2 separate regions of the Macaca mulatta genome follow, and region 1 is linked to region 2. The links are chromatin contacts, called in public Hi-C maps. All regions are on one chromosome and are shown on one strand. Each heading gives the region's core, a stretch centred on a gene start, on an enhancer-like site or on the middle of the called end of the contact. The rest is flanking DNA. Distances are from core to core; before and after follow the strand shown.

What was found. Hi-C and Micro-C count contacts between places; a contact is called where the count stands out from the background.
Region 1: a Hi-C map of fetal cortex germinal zone shows a contact between it and region 2, with 5 times the contacts expected there. The contact joins the enhancer-like site here to the promoter of TMEM242 in region 2. A contact is called at or near these places in 7 of 14 Hi-C or Micro-C datasets (blood, cortical neurons, fetal cortex germinal zone and 4 more).

Annotation. Positions count from the first base shown.
Region 1 is chr4:76,534,223-76,537,332 of T2T-MMU8v2.0, forward strand. The region is part of intron 8 of ZDHHC14 (zinc finger DHHC-type palmitoyltransferase 14); the gene reads left to right. Among named protein-coding and RNA genes, the nearest start is that of SNX9, 160 kb to the right of the region's middle. Within about 2 kb of position 1,824, at least 5 of the 40 cell types and tissues checked have an H3K27ac peak or open chromatin away from gene starts, as enhancers often do.
Region 2 is chr4:76,186,483-76,189,661 of T2T-MMU8v2.0, forward strand. TMEM242 (transmembrane protein 242) reads right to left here and starts at 1,810. Exons shown (of 4, transcript XM_015137063.3): 1 at 1,708-1,810; 2 at 1,003-1,103. The coding sequence starts at 1,795.

The DNA of each region.
Region 1 (3,110 bases), core at 574-3,073, 350 kb after region 2:
ACAGGACTCAGACACTTAGGTGCCTGGTGCCAGTGGCCCTGCCCCCTGCTATCACCTCAGCAGGAAAGCTGGGGAGGGCACAGACAGTAGGCTCATGGTTGATATGAAAGCCTTCCCTCTATCAGGGGAAACACCCATAGCTAGACTTAAAAAGACAGTCATCTTTTAAGATGTTTAAACAAATCTGCGTAGAAGAGGTGCTTATCATCGGGTAAGTCAGGGTTCCAAAGAGTCATTTGGAAAACATTTCTGAGTGACTTCCATATAGATTTTTTAAATTAAATGGCTTACAGGCTGGGCACGGTGGCTCACACCTGTCATCTCAGCACTTCGGGAGGTCTGCGGATCACTTGAGGTCAGGAGTTCAAGACCAGCCTGGCCAACGTGGTAAAACCCCATCTCCACTAAAAAAAAAAAAAAAAATACAAAAATTAGCCAGGCATGGTGGTGCATGCCTGTAATCCCAGCTTCTCGGAAGGCTGAGGTAGGAGAATTGCTTGAACCTGGGAGGCAGAGGCTGCAGTGAGCCAAGATCGTGCCACTGCACTCCAGCCTGGGTGACAGAGTGAGGCTCCATCTCACAAAAACAAAACACAAAAAAATTAAACGGCTTAGGCTAAACTTTTTCTTTCACAAATATTATTTCACACCTTCTTCAAGTCCTTAAGCCTTTGACAAACTCAAGAGCATTTCCAACAAGGTCCTGGCCAGTGAGGCCCACACAGTGTTTACTCCAGTTCTTAACGAGTCGTAGGTAGAGCATGGCAAAGTGCCAATAGGTATGGCTGGAGTGGGCCAGGATTGGAGCAGTCTGAACCATGCCATGGGAGACCCCCTTTAAGAAAAAGCAAATCTCCATGAGATATGCTTTTTCTTAAGTATGCAGAGAACGAGGCCTTGGAAAGAGGCTGTGTAAGTAAAGGAGCCTGAAGCATCATTAGGTTCCCAGTAAAGCCACCTCTAGGGCTGTTATCTGTGTTTTAAGTTAGCAAAGGATGTTTGCAAATAGAAGTCTCCAAAGTGCACCCAACTCTGCATCAACCCCAACAGGGAACACAAGCTCTCAGGAGCTTAACCAACCGCTGCTGACAACCACCTTCTCCGAGAAGGTTCTCACGGGTGTGCAGGAGCTCTTTGCAGGCTTAGGTGGCAGAGAGGTGATCAGGGGAGAGGAAAAGGGCCAGTAGCTGATGGGGTAGTGCAGAGTAGAAGAATGGACAAGAGAGGGGGAAAAAGACAGAAAGTGGAAGAGAGCCCACCTCTCCCCAGAGAGGGAGGGTGAAATAAACACAGGGATGAGGAGAGCCCACCTCTTCCCAGAGAGGGAGGGTGAAATAAACACAGGGATGAGGAGAGCCCACCTCTTCCCAGAGAGGGAGGGTGAAATAAACACAGGGATGAGGGGAGCCCACCTCTTCCCAGAGGGAAGGTGAAAGAGACAGAGTTGGGAGGAGAGGAGCCCTCGTCTGCCCTCAGGCTCCTACTGTGTGACCTTGACCATCGCCTCTAGCTCCACCCTCAAACATATTTTTCTGTGAGTCTGTGAGAGTCAGTCAGAAGTACTTGGGCTGATCCCTAAAACAGAATATGCCAATTAGTCTTCAGTGGAAAAGACTTTCTTCAGGTCAACAGAGACAAGCAAATCTAATTTGCAATTTCCTTATTCCTGAGAGCCGGGGGGTATTGTGTGGACAGAAAGCATTAGGATGAGTGAGGGCTCCAGAGGGGAAGCTTGAAAACGAGATGCCTTGGTCCAGCAAGAGCGCTGGCTCGCCAGCCGAACTCTCTGAAGCGGCAGCTCAGTCCTGGGCTCATTCCCAGGCCCGGCCTGCTGGAGGCTGTGCGCAGTTACAGGAAATGGGAGTGCCGCTGTGGCTCAGCTGCCTCTGTCAGGAAGAATACGAAACGGTGATGTTCATAAAACATTCTTTGCAAAGCTCAGTCTATCCAAACCCTGGTATAGTTTCCAGAAGGTGAATGTTTAATCAGTGAGGCTGGTCTGCCTCCACCTCTGCCCTGTCAAGACTGAGCCCATGTTCTGAGCAGAGCTGACAGCATGGGAGAGTGCAAGCAGCCTACACAGGCCACAGCTCTCTGCAGCCTGACAGCCTCCTGCTCAGTAGCCCCCACCAGAAGGGACCTGCACCCTGAGCTGAAATTCCCTGCAAGACAGAGAAAGCGACTCTGTTGCCCACCTGACAGCTTGGAGAAGCACCGCTGTGGCACAGATGATTCTGGTGATGAGTAGAAAAATGAGTGCATTAAAGGATTGTTAACACTTCACAGTCAGCCCCTTCCAAGTACTTTTTATTTATTTATTTATTTAGAGACAGGGTCTTGCTCTATCGCCCAGGCTGGAGTACAGTGGCACGATCTCAGCTCACTGGAACCTCTGCCTCCTGGGCTCAAGTGATTCTCCTGCCTCAGCCTCCTGAGCAGCTGGGACTACATTTGTGTGCCACCATGCCCAGCTAATTTTTGTATTTTTTTGTAGAGATGAGGTTTTGCCATGTTGCCCAGGCTGGTCTCGAACTCCTGAGCTCAGGTGATCCTGCCTGCCTTAGCCTCCCAAAGTGCTGGGATGATAGGCGTGAGCCACCGCGCCCAGCCCGCCTCCCAAGTAGTTTCTAATGGCCTTTCCTTTCCTCTGAATAACCCCACTCCCCTCCGCTCCCCTGGACCCCACTTTGACACCTTTCTTTCTCAGGCTTTACCCAGCTTCTCAGTGTTTTGCAATTTCACTACCCGGGTTGAAGCCACAGAAAAGCAAGGATCTTCCGTGAGACTTGCTTGCCCTCTTCATAACTCCACTATGAGCTTTACTCTTGCCTAGGACCTAGTCTTTGAGCATCTAAAACCTGCAGATTTCTGAAGACTGCAGCCCCTCAACCTGCTCTTCTAGGCTGGAGGGTGGCTCAGGGGTGGCCTGCCTACTACTTGTGATTTTAGAAAGAAACCCATGAGGAAGGGAAGGAAGCGTGCACTGCACGAAATAAGCACCTTGGGATCGGCTTCGGCTGAACTTCCTCCCTCCAGTCGAGGCTGTATTGTGCATGTTGGCCCTGCACGGCTCCGGCTGCAGGGGTATGAGCAATGGCAGTTCTGGGCAT
Region 2 (3,179 bases), core at 560-3,059:
TGTACGTGCTCCCCCCAGCCCCAGAGAATCCCTAGTTTTTATCAGATTATTAAAATGATCAGTGAGCCAAGGATTAACATAACTCAGATTTAGAAATCAACCAAAACTCTACTGTTAAGGCACTACTCTGATTTCCACCACAAAATATATTTCTGCTCTGAAAACATTCTATAACATAGGGAGAAAGACCCACAAGGTTCATAGCAGTGATTTAGGAAGCTCCATATAAGTATTCAGAGGGGATCCAAGCACACTTTAAATGTGGTCTCTTGCCATTATGGTATCAATAAGACTTAAGTATGACTATTAAACATAAATGTAAGTTGGAAAGGAAACTTTTTATGATGTTTTACATAACACTTTTCCTCCATAGCACACATCGAATTGTAATTACACAGTTATTTGTGTGAATATTTATTTATTTTTGAGACAGAGTCTCACTCTGTCACCCAGGCTGAAGTGCAGTGGTGCGATCTGGGCTCACTACAACCTCCGCCTCCTGGGTTCAACTGATTCTCCTGCCTCAGCCTCCCGAGTAGCTGGGAGTACAGGAGTGCACCACCACGGCAGGCTACCCAGCTAATTTCTGTATTTTTAGTAGAGATGGGTTTTCGCCACCTTGGCCAGGCTGGTCTCAAACTCCTGACCTCAGGTGATCCACCCCTCTGGGCTTCCCAAAGTGCTGGGATTACTGGTGTGAGCCGCAACACCTGGCCCAAATTTAGATTTAAAGTCATGTTGTGAATAGGAAATGTACCAGACAAGCTTTCAAAGTCTTGTTCTGCTAAAATTTAAGAGAGCACATAAGCACATCTTTCTAAATGAAAATAAAGACCGTTGGTTAATTTGTACATTTCTAGAATCCATAAGGGTATACAAATTCACATCTTAAAGCAATGTGGAAAGCCATCAATATTTTCTTTACTTTTTCTATGCAAAAGCTGCTGTATATTGTAAACAATAACAATAACGATGCTATGAATGGATTTCAGTGTCACCAACCTTATTGAACCATTCAGGGCTTTTCTTTTTAGCCAATGATAATGTTGTAATAAATCCAGCTAGCATTCCCGCTGCAGCAACAGTACCAAGAAAAATTCCACCTGCCAAGAGTTTCAGGGAGGAGGGGGGATATTTCAAAAATTAAATAAAAAGAGGTTAAAAAGACGTACAAAAGTAAGTTTAAGATACTATTCGAGTTACAATCAAAATCACTTTTGAAATTCAAGAAACCATGGCTAAGCAGCTCTTGCTAACAGTAAATGCCAGTGACTGAGAAACTTGCGTGACCTCACGACCTCTGGTTCCTTGAGTCATTCCGAGTTATTATTCCCGAACGCAGAGAATAGCTTCCCTTCCCCCTCTCCCCTGGGACCACGGCGTGAAGTTTCTCACGGGGAGATAGAGACGATGGCAATCAGAAAAGGCAAGGCTCGAGAACAGCTGCAGAGGTGATGGGGAAATATGGCAGGCCCAGGAGAATAGTTGGCGGGATCTGCCCCCCGCCCCGCCCCGCCCAAGGGGAGACTCCACCCAGCAAGCTACCTACCTGCCCTGGGGCCGCGAGACTCCGCGGGCTAAACTCAGGAGCAAGCCCAAGCTAAGGGCTCTCAGAGCGGGATGTGTGTGTGAATACCCGCTCCAGCGCAAGCCAGGGGCCGGGGTTAGCTCGCCCCGATGCGCGCACCTCACCACAGCACACCTTACCTTTAACCAGGAAAAGCCGGTCATCCGTGGACCCCGGAGCCTCCAGCCCAGAGGCCGGCTGCCCAGTTCCAGCGCCCGCTGTCTCCATGCTTAGGTCGCCTCTAGTGCGTCCGTCCCCAACTGGGCACGGGTGGAAGCGAGAGCGAGGCGGAGGAGAAAGGTTCCGCTGCCGCCTCCTCCTGTGCACTCCTCCTGTGCAATCTGAAGAAGGGTCCGGAGTGCGGCCGCTGTCCCCAAACCCTCCTCCCGCGCCCGGGCGGGGAAGACGTGCTGTGCCCAGCGCCGAGGGCGATGCCCTCCAAGGCCGACTCGTAGGGAGGATCACTTGATTTCTCCAAGGAGATCATTGCTGGACTTAAGTGATTACTTTGGCTGTTTGAAAGAACGCTCAGCAGTGAGGGTCGCAGATCGCCCCAGGATTCCAGGCCTCGCCTGCTGTGAGACCTTGGAGCTCATTTTCTGATCAAGCTTACACTGTGTCCAACGATTTGGCCAGCGCTAACACTCCACGATTCTAAAACGCAGGCCTTGGTCTTCTGTCTGAACTTTTCTAGGTAACTTCCTAACAGTGGTGAGGAAAGGTGTAAGTGACAGGCTTTCTTTCTGGAGGAGAGCCAGCCACCGGGCTCTGCGGTGACGGGTCCCCTCGCCACGGTGTGAGTGCTTGGCCTCCCTCGGGAAGTGGAACACTTACAGGATGACCGAATGAAGGTACCACCCCCGAGAGGAGAGCGAGGCCCGCTCGAAGGGCTTGCAGAGCTGCCGGGAACGTTGACAGCTAGCAGCTTTGGTCTTCTGCTGGGAGGCTGGTTTGCCCATTCTGTAAATGGCCATGGACAGGAGGAGGCTAGTGGTGATAGAAAATCTTTTCAGCCTCTCAGAGAACAATGACATCTTGTAAAATAAGGCGGTCTCTGCCATTTGTCCTGCCCCCCAGCACTGGAGGGCATGAGCTTCCTGAGGATGGAGATGGGACTCTATGTTCAGTTTATATCCCCCAGCTTTCAGGTATTACCTGGTTACCAACAACAAATGCATGTTGGATGGATGAGTAAATGAATGCATCTGTTTTTGCATCAGTGAAGTGCAGTTAATAACTCAAACCTGGGCTCGGGTCCTTAAACCGCTTCTCAGGTGTGTGAACTTGGGGTAACTTAGCCCCTCTAGACCTCAGTTTCCTCACCTGTAAAATTTAAAAACTGATAGTAGGCCAGGCGCAGTGGTTCACGCCTGTAATCCTAGCACTTTGAGAGGCTGAGGCAGGTGGATCACCTGAGGTCAGAAGTTCGAGATCAGCCTGGTCAACATGGTGAAACCCCCGTTTCTACTAAAAGTACAAAAATTAGCGGGGCCTAATGGTGTGGGCCTGTAATCCCAGCTACTTGGAAGGCTGAGGCAGGAGAATCGCTTGAACCTGGGAGGGAGAGTTTGCAGTGAGTCGAGATCGAGCCATTGCACTCCAGCCTGGGTGA